Regions from separate parts of the Sus scrofa genome. Here region 2 is linked to region 1. A link is a contact called in public HiChIP or PLAC-seq data. All regions are on one chromosome and are shown on one strand. Each heading gives the region's core, a stretch centred on a gene start, on an enhancer-like site or on the middle of the called end of the contact. The rest is flanking DNA. Distances are from core to core; before and after follow the strand shown.

Region 1 (4,912 bases), core at 1,652-4,151:
TTGTTCACTGCTGGACAACCCCCAGAGTCTCTTAGAACAGTCTAGCAAATAATAGGCACTCAGTAAATATTTGTTGAGTGAAAATGCCGCCATTAGACCTTCGTATAATTAGAAGCTTTTCTAAGAAATGAGATAATGTACATGTTGGAAGAGTTGAGGGAGAGGGAGAGAAAGGATAGAACAACTTGTGATGTTGCCATGAAGTAACCCTCAGTTAAGTCCCCTGACCTCCAGGGCCTTTGTTTTTACCTAATCTGTAATAGAAGGGTAGGTCAGGCTCAAGATCCTTTTAATATGCCATCTTTTGATACCATTCAACAATAGTGACATTATGTAAGCTCGTTTGAATGGAGTATGTGACAGAAAATTCCCCAAAAGGATATTTGAGGTGTTCCAAATAAACAGAAATGCTTTCCAACTCATAATCATTAACAAACTTATCTACTTAACATGTAATTTATAAAGTGTAAGATGTTACTGATGTCTCAGTTTTCTGATTGAAGCATGAAGGTAAAATTAATTAGAATAATTGTTGGAGGTAAAATTAAGTGGTATGAAGGAACATGGGCTTTGGAGTCAGGGAAACTTCACATAAAACCTAGTTCCAGGGAGTTCCCGCTGTGGTGCAGTGGTTAACGAATCCGACTAGGAACCATGAGGTTGCGGGTTCGATCCCTGGCCTCGCTCAGTGGGTTAAGGACCCGGCGTTGCCGTGAGCTGTGGTGTAGGTCGCAGACGCGGCTCGGATCCCGCGTTGCTGTGGCTCTGGCGTAGGCCGGTGGCTACAGCTCCAATTCGACCCCTGGCCTGGGAACCTCCATATGCCGCTGGTGCGGCCCTAGAAAAGGCAAAAAGACAAAAAAAACCCAAAAACCTAGTTCCATTATTATTAGTTATGTAGTTGTGGGCAAGCAACAGCTCTGAAACTGGTTCCTTTTCTGTAAAATAGAGTTAAACAAATCTAGGGTCATAGCAAAGATTTAATGAAGTATCATCTGAATTACAGTGTTTAGTGTAAAGTAGGACCCTGATTGATAATTCCTTCATCTAATTACTGTGAAAATTGCCAGAACTTACTGAGCACTTATAGTAAGCCAGGTACCATTGTAGCTACTGTATGTGCAGTAGCACAGTCCTCCTAACATCCTGTGAAGTAAGTAAATAGTGCTGTTATCTTCATTTTACCTCTATGCTCTGCTGTGATACAGAATAAAACCAGTTATTTTCTTAACCCCTTTTCAAATATTTGAAGACTGTTACTCTATTTGGTTTTGTTAAGCATATATTTGTTACATAACATTGTTTTCACCTTTATCTGGATAAATATTATTATTTTTTTAAAGTCAATACAGCTCTTAAAAATATGGACCATAAAAATTAATACAAAGGTAATGTATACTGACTAGCAACCAGTATACAGATTGAGGCTGACATGTTCTCCGTGTCCTGGGGGTTTAGGTTTATGTTAGTTCTTTTAGTCACCCATTATATTAGCAGCTCCTATTAAATTCTTGGGTTGATAACTCATCCATTGAACAGGGTCTAAGTCAGCATTTCTCCATTTCTGTATTGCATTTAACTTTTTAAACTAAATGCAAAGCTTTACACTCCTCATTGTTACAGTTCGCTTGAATTTTAGTTTATTTCTCCTAATTGTACAATCTGAGGATTTTAGAAGCACATCTTCTACAGCTTTATCATCATGTAAGTAATCAAAAACAATATGGGGCCAAGAGCAGAGTTAGAAGGGACTCCCCTAAAGGCTTCTCTCCTGAGTTGGTACAGAGCAGCAAACTTAACCAACTACACTAACATCTAATGCACACATATTTACAAAAATAGCATGGAATACCTTCTTGAATATGGGTTCTGCTGGAATACACTTGGTTTTTTTTCTGTCTTTGCCAATTGTGTGATCTTAAGCAAGTACTTTAATCTCTAAGCCAGTTTTCTTAACTGTAAAATGGGTTATTGTGAGGCTTAAATGAGGAAATTCATATAGAATGCTTAGAACAGTGTCTGGCAGATACAGATCATTTACTGTGAGTTGTTACTATTTTCTCCATCTAAAAAGGCCAATCATGTTTTTCCAAGGTATAAATGTTGTTGCTTTGGGATTAGTTGTTCTGTTTGAATTTATGCTGACATCTAGTGATCATTTTATTTTCTAGGTATTCAAAAACCATTTGCTGGGAATTCCCATTGTGGCTCAGCCAGTTAAGAACTCAACATAGTGTCTGTGAGGGTGTGGGTTCGATCCCTGGCTTCATTCAATGGGTTAAGGATCCAGCCCTGCTGCAACCTGCGGCCAACATAGGTCACAGGTGCTGTTGGGGTCCCTCGTTACTGTGACTGTGGCATTGGCTGGCAACTGCAGCTCCGATTTGACCCCTAGCCTGGGAACTTCCATATGCTGCAGGTGTAGCCATAAAAAGAAAAAAAAAAATTTGCCTTCATAATTTATTCTCAGATTTGACTAAGTGGTTAATATTAAGTTTATATGTCTGTAGTTTCTGAAATCTGCTTCCTCACTCCTCTAGCCCACAAAACTTGAAGCAACTCTTATCTATCTCCAGGCCATGTTTATTTCTCTCTTTCTGAGCTCTGTCTCCAAGATTATAGATGTCAGCTTTGTGATTGCACTAATTGCTTTAGCAATGTGGAATGGATTGTATCTGGATCCAGAGACTTGCACTCATGAAAGAGTGTTTTAGTCTCTCTTATTCACCAGGCTCAGGTTTCAGTTCTCAATGCTCTTCTACAGCTTTAGTTTAAAAACTGAGAGAAGGTAAGCAAAATACAAGTTGAGCAATTCTGCCTTCTCTCTGTGCTCTCTCAACCTTAACAACATCCTCTCTGAGCAGTGATTCTCTCAGTTCCTTGTTCTCTTTGAGAAATAGTCTGTTATTGTGGAGACAGCACTTGGTTGGAAAGTATGAAACTTGGGTCCTCATTCCCACTCCACCTCTTAATAGCCATGTGATGCTGGGCAAGTTACTTTATCTGCTTGTGCTTCAGTTGTCTTATCTGCAACAATAATAATATTTGCCCTGTCACATTTCAAAGAATTATCATGAGATCAAGTGTATGAAACATTTACAAGATGTTAAGTGCTGTGCAATAGAAGATGGGATAAAAACTATTTATTTGAATGTAGCTCTAAAAATTTTTCTCTCTTAGCCGTTTTTTCTAAGCCTTAGTTTTTCCTGAGCTTTCTCATTCCTGATGTTATCTATATGTTTTTGCTTTTCTGTTATGTTCATCCTATTTTATTTAGTCCCATTAACTACTCTCGGAAAGTCATTTCTGCAACCGCACTGGATGCTTCATTCTTTTTTATCATTAGAATTGTTTATAGGTATATAGATGGAATATAAGTAGAAAGATCTAGCTCTTGTGAGCCTTTCATTTAGCCAAAGGGTCCTTATGTAAAACTGTGATACAAATGTAAGTGTGCTTAGTGTTCTCTTTTTCACTTTTAGAAATTTCTTATGATGAGGTCACTTTCTCCTATGTTGCTGTCATAAGTATGTGTTTGGTACCTCTTTTTGTGCCATATAACTGTGTTTAGTATATGCCCTCTTGCTTCCTTAGTTTTCTGAAAGAAATATGTCTACAAAGCAAATCAGGAGTCATGTTTTGGCAGAATTAGACTTTTAATATAAAAAAGAATCCTCTTGTGTATGTTAAGACAGTGTTATACATTTTTTGTCAAGTGGTATATTATTTCTATGACAGTGTTACTTTTACTATTCTTATTTGTTTTTTCTGTTTTTGTCGTAACTCCATTATATATTTGTAGAATAAAAGTATTTGACCTTCAAGTTTCAATTATTAGTGAGGATACAAGGGGTATTTATTTTATTTTTTTATTTTAATTTAATTTTTTTTTGAGCAGGAGGCTCTCTCTGAAATAATGCCTGTAGGAAAAATGGCTCTGATAGCTAGACCCAAAAAATAGCTATCCATTAAGATTTATTGGTGAATCATAAACGTACAAGCAAAGTTATTTTAAAAAGTATAAGGATCTTGCATTTTTAAAGTAATGTCAAGTGAGTATAAAATATTAAAAGTTTTAAAAAATTTCTTCCAGGCTGACTACATTTCAGAAAGCATCAACTTTTTCTCAGTGGACTCATTCGTCAAATGGAACATGCCTATACTATTTTAAAAAGCTTTGTGCTTAATCCTGGAAAAATTAACTGCCCCAAAATGAAAATGAGGACATTTGAGAAGGTGGTTTAAGGCGTGGACCTTTGGGAAAGCATCCCATTGATTCAGTGAACCAAAGGATAAATACTGAATAGATTAATCCTAAACACTTAACTATTTTTTACCCAGGAGGATTTCATCTTGACAGAAAAACTTATTCATTATGTATTTTCTGAAATTAAAAGAGAGAGACAAGAATAGACTTAAAATAGATGAAAATGTTTAGTAAATAAGCAATGTCAACTCTCTTTTGATGAGGATACTTCAGTGATGTTAAGTCTTTTCCAAATCCCTAGCTGTGGCTCTAAAAACAAGACTCTTTTTTGATGGGACTGATATTAAGGGAAGTAGGACGTTTTGTGTATTCAACTCACAGTTGTAGAACTTGCCATCATCAGCATGAGTGGCTTAAAAGAGGAAATAAAGAAGCTTTCAACTAAATCCAAAAGTACAGTCATTTTTCTGCTACTGTGATTTTAAAGCCTCTTCATAACCATTGAAAAAGAGTTGACAACTGTTTTAAAAGATTAAAGAAAGGCAGATGTCTGCAAACAATTCTCCTCCATCAGCCCAGAAGTCTGTATTACCTGCAAGTCTTCCTGCTGTGCTTCCAGCTCCTTCTCCATGTTCAAGTCCTAAAACAGGACTCTCTGGGCGACTCTCTAATGGAAGCTTCAGTGCGCCGTCACTCACCAACTCC
Region 2 (4,912 bases), core at 1,312-3,811, 73 kb after region 1:
CAAATGGTATAGCTGACTTTAAAAGACAGTTTATTGGTTTCTTATAAAACTAAAAATGCTCTTACCATAAGATCCAGCAGTGGTATATACTCCTTGCTGTTTACCCAAGGTCCACACAGAAACCTACATATGGATATTTATAGTAGCTTTATTCATAGTTGCCAAAATTTTTAAAGCAATATATATCCCTCAGTAGGTAAATGGCTAAACTGTGCTATATCTAGACAATGGAATTTTTTTCAGCACTAAAAAGTAATGAGCTATCAAGCCATGAAAAGACATGGGGAGTCTTAAATGTGTATTACCAAGTGGAAGAAGCCAATGTAAAAAGATTACGTACTGTATGATTCCAACTATATGACATTCTAGAAAAGGAAAAATTATGGAGACAGAAAAAAGATCAAGGTTGGGCATGGGGACAGGTGGGGATAAATAGGCAGAACATGGAATTTTTAGGGCAGTGAAAGTACTCCATGTGATAACTATAATGTTGGCTACATGTCATCATGCATTTGTCCAAACCTATAGAATATACAACACCAAGAGTGAACCATAGTATAAGCTATAGACTTTTGTGATTGTGATGTGTCAGTGTAGGTTCATCAGTTGTAACAAATGTACCACTCTAGGAGGGGTGTTGACAGTCTCTTCATCTTCCCCTTAATTTGCTGTGAACCTTACACTGCTCCAAAAAAGTATTAATTTTAAAAAATTATTTAAAGTCACCAAAATTCTGCATGGCAAAAAACAAAAGCAAAGACAAATGGCAAACTGAAAAAAGTATTTTCAACTCATCTTCTAAGCAAGGATTAATTCTGTTATATGTAAAGAGTGCCAACAAATTGATAACAAAAAGACCACAACAAAATAGAAAAATGGGCAAGGAATATGAACAGCAAGTTTACAGACAAAATAGAAGTGACCTGTAAATCTAAGATCTTGATCTAATCTTTAACAAAAAAATGCAATTAAAAATTTAACCAAAATTACCAGTTTTTATTTATCTGTAGCAAAGATCAAAAAGTGTAGTACCATGCTGCATTAGAGAAAGTTTGAGTAAATGGTCACTGTTATGTTACTGATGAGACTATAAATTGGGTCCGATGTTGTGTAGGATAATTTAACACTGTCGAGTAAAATAACCCAGTAAGCCAGCCTTTATAAATTTAGCCTATAGGTACATTGCCTGTCTGTCTGTGTAATACATACGTATTTGTCTGTGCATTGCTTAAGATTCTCAGAAAAGAACCCCCCAAACCTAATAACATTGCTTGCCTGGAGTCAGGGTGGGAGTGAGATTTGAATGACAATGGAAGTATACTTTTCAATGCATATGCTTTGAATTTTCTGAATTTTGAACCTCATGAATTTTAAACCTCTTCAGAAGTACAAATTTATGAATAGAAGTGAAAGGGAAAGGAAAGCTCAGGCACTTTGGAGGAGTCTTTACTTTTGAGCCTCACAGTTTTATTCTCTTTACTTTATAGAGAAAAAGGCATTATTGGAGACTGGACAGTAAATGTTTAACATTGTTTCAAAACGAATCCGGATCAAAGTATTATAAGGTAAAGATGTCGTATCTTTAAAAAGTATGTGTACATTAAAAGATGTGTTTTTCAAATATATCTAAATAGTATTTATTAACTGTTATGTTGGGATATTACAGCTCTGCCTAATAATGATTTATGGAAGTCACTGTTAAGTTCTCTGTTGAAGCAACTGTCCCCTGCCCCCTCCATTTTACCCCCACAACAGCCCTGCTACCAAAGGTTGTTTTCTGTTCTGTGTTTCTCGGTTTTGGTCTGCCTGTCAGGTTGCTCCTGCTTTCCTTCTGGATACAAGTGGTCCTATGTATCTGTAATGCCTTACCATTTTAAATAAGGGACTTGAGCATCCATGGATTTTGGTATCTGCAAGAAGTCCTGGAACCAATCCCCTTTGCCTACCAAGGGATGCCTCTGCTAGAATTTAGACTAGACTGCTAAGAAAGTCCATGAGCATTGCAGGTTCAGAAGAGGCCAATGTAGTATTGGCATTCTCCCATATTCCATTTTACCTTAGCCTCCAATCCTCAGAGGCTTCTTTTGGGTCTTCTCCTTTGTGTAATCCTCTTTGCTTGGCTTGCTTCACGTTTTGCCATGCCACAAACTGACAGCGAGCAAAATTGTCAGTGTGGCAGTAAGAAAGAGAATTGAAACCAATGAATTGCTTTGATCTGGTTGGGTTTTTTAAAATAAATTGTTTGCCTTAGGAAATAGACTAAACATAAATGATTATTACAATTATGGACAGAACCAGAATGGAGTGCTTAAACAACTTACAGTGATATTCCTCTTTTTGCTGCTGTTATTTCTCCTTTGTAGCCCTTTGGGGCTGTATGTTGCAGACAGCAGCCAGTAGGGTAGTTCTTAAATTGATTTAATGAGAACTGGGAAATGATGAGTGTTGGGTATACTGGCAGTTGCCCTCCAAAATCCTTTCCCTCCCTTTTGTTCTGTTGACCTACTACAGGCTTGAATCACGGCTTGGTTATTATACCCCATGCTCTGCCTCTGGCATTGGCAGACATGCAGACCATTCAGGGTAGATGTTATCATTAAGACTTGACTATATGTTCTGTGTACTGCATACTTGTGTGTGTCTTAATGGTATTCATTAGAAATGCCTATCTTTGATTATTTAATGTATTTGAAAATAAAAACAAAGATGTATTCACATTTTCTAATGTTTTAATTTTTTACTTTAGGAAATTCCACTTTCAGAAATTCTCCGTATATCCTCGCCACAAGATTTCACAAACATTTCACAAGGCAGCAACCCACACTGTTTTGAAATCATCACTGACACTATGGTATACTTTGTTGGTGAAAACAATGGGGACAGCTCTCACAATCCTGTTCTTGCTGCCACTGGAGTGGGACTTGATGTAGCACAGAGCTGGGAAAAAGCAATTCGTCAGGCTCTCATGCCTGTTACCCCTCAAGCAAGTGTTTGTACTTCTCCAGGGCAAGGGAAAGATCACAGTAAGCAATAAGCTTCTTCATAGCTTTTTTTCCCATTTGGTTCTTAAGCACATTGTGGGTGTGGTTGCATTTCTGTATTTATTTTTAATGCTCATTTTAACCTTTAGTAACCAATACCATTTTTAGTAACCGATACCACCAGTTAAATCCTTTAGACAATTCTGTTGGTTATAACATACACTTAAAATCCCCAGAGCTAGGCTCCATTTAAATCCTGGCTCTGCCAACCTGTTACGTGATCTTAGGCAAGTACGTTACATCTTTGTAATAGTACCTATTCTATAGGGTTGTCAGCATTAAATGAAAGAACTCTCATGGAATTAAATAAATTATCTGTATTAATATTTTGCTTCATGGTAGGATTTTCAGGCTATAAAGTCACACTTCACATCATACTCTTGAAATCTGCGAAGGCAGAAATGCTGTATTTCTTTTAACTGATTAAAACATTCAGCAACATTTAAAAAATTATTGAAACACATGTTCTTTGCACCAACAAAATTTATAAAATAAAACCTAAATTTTATAAAGGTTCAAGTGGACACTTAAGCAGAAAACTATAGTAAAATGTTACTTTTCCCCCATTGGCATTATGCTCTTTATGGGGAAACATCATTCGTTCATTAGACAAATACATTTAAATTGAAAGAAGTATCAGCCTGTTTCTAAATGTACTTTATTTCAGCTCACCTGTGCTACTTTGTATATCTATTTTTGGCATTGTGTAGGCTCTGAGCTACAATATGAAAGAACACAGAATTTTCAAGATTATTAAGGAAGATAGGACATACATACATAATTAAGCATTAGATGGTAGCATAAGGCAGTAGAGTGCAAAAATGAGTAATGCATTTCTAGAGAAACTCAGATATGAATAAGAAGCTAAGCAGAGACTTGAGATAGAAGAACCTGATTTGGACCTTGACTTTGGATCTCAAGTAGCTTAGGATAGGCAGAGCTGGGGGTGGTGGAGGGGTAGTATCACTGGAGTTGAAGAAATAATTGTGATCAAAGGGATGATGGTAATGACTATAAACATGTTTGGTGTTGAACATTGATTCCTAAAGGGTGACTAATGGATATTCACAGTGCTTTTTAAATTCAAGGAAATTTTAGATAGAACTGAAAATAATGCAGGCACATAACATACAAATTTTACATGTAATTGGATTTAAGGACCGTCTCAAGCCCGTCTATTCATGGACCTCTTCCTTAAAGTTGAGAGTTCCTAAAGACAGATTGCAGAAGGGCTAAGAGTGAGAATTCTGGAGAATGAAAGCCCAGTTTTTCCACTTACTAGCTTCATGATCTGGGCCTCTTCAGTTCTCTGATCTAAAAGGGGAATAATAATAAATGCATATAATGCATTTATTGCAGTTCCTGACCCATTAGTGATACTGTTACCGTGTTGTTGCTGATGCTTTTGCATTGTAACAACCTATCTGGAGCAGAGTTCTCTTGAGAAGCAGTAGTATTAAATCTGGATGGAGAGAGTGGAGGTGTTTGAAACAAAATAAATATTGACTTCAAGTAGGAAATTGGAACTACTGAAGAAGAGTTTTAGGCCCATTAATTTTGTTGATGCTATGCCTTTTCTGTCTGTTTCATTAATATTTAATTTTTGGATTATTTAAAATATTTCAAAATCGACAGTATTTTAAAATAGAATTTTCAACAGTCATCTTATTTTTTCTGTGTAGTTGCTTATACTTCCTTGTTAATGAAGTCTGACATTTTTATGTTGGATAACTAGTCTCTTGCTTTCCAAATTTCCCATTTTTCTTTTTCTCATTAATTATTTCTTTGCTTATCAGAGTAGTACAAACAAACTTTATAGAACTGTGTAATATAAAATGAAATTTTTCTCTCTCTCTCTGTGTATATATATA

Evidence for each region. HiChIP or PLAC-seq counts read pairs in DNA pulled down with a chosen protein or histone mark.
Region 2: a contact with region 1 is called in an H3K27ac HiChIP or PLAC-seq map of alveolar macrophages. The contact joins two enhancer-like sites. A contact is called at or near these places in 4 of 47 Hi-C or Micro-C datasets (embryonic fibroblasts, epiblast stem cells, fetal heart ventricle and 1 more) and 1 of 2 datasets of contacts at active chromatin or transcription factors (alveolar macrophages).

What each region holds. Positions count from the first base shown.
Region 1 is chr3:102,845,345-102,850,256 of Sscrofa11.1, forward strand. It overlaps PRKD3 (serine/threonine-protein kinase D3), which reads left to right. Exons shown (of 19, transcript XM_013996212.2): 2 at 4,094-4,912. The coding sequence starts at 4,754. Among named protein-coding and RNA genes, the nearest start is that of PRKD3, 5.7 kb to the left of the region's middle. Within about 2 kb of position 2,902, at least 5 of the 83 cell types and tissues checked have an H3K27ac peak or open chromatin away from gene starts, as enhancers often do. A contact at or near this core is called in alveolar macrophages, where this site is marked.
Region 2 is chr3:102,918,595-102,923,506 of Sscrofa11.1, forward strand. It overlaps PRKD3 (serine/threonine-protein kinase D3), which reads left to right. Exons shown (of 19, transcript XM_013996212.2): 10 at 1,488-1,565; 11 at 2,747-3,023. Among named protein-coding and RNA genes, the nearest start is that of NDUFAF7, 43 kb to the right of the region's middle. Within about 2 kb of position 2,562, at least 2 of the 83 cell types and tissues checked have an H3K27ac peak or open chromatin away from gene starts, as enhancers often do. A contact at or near this core is called in alveolar macrophages, where this site is marked.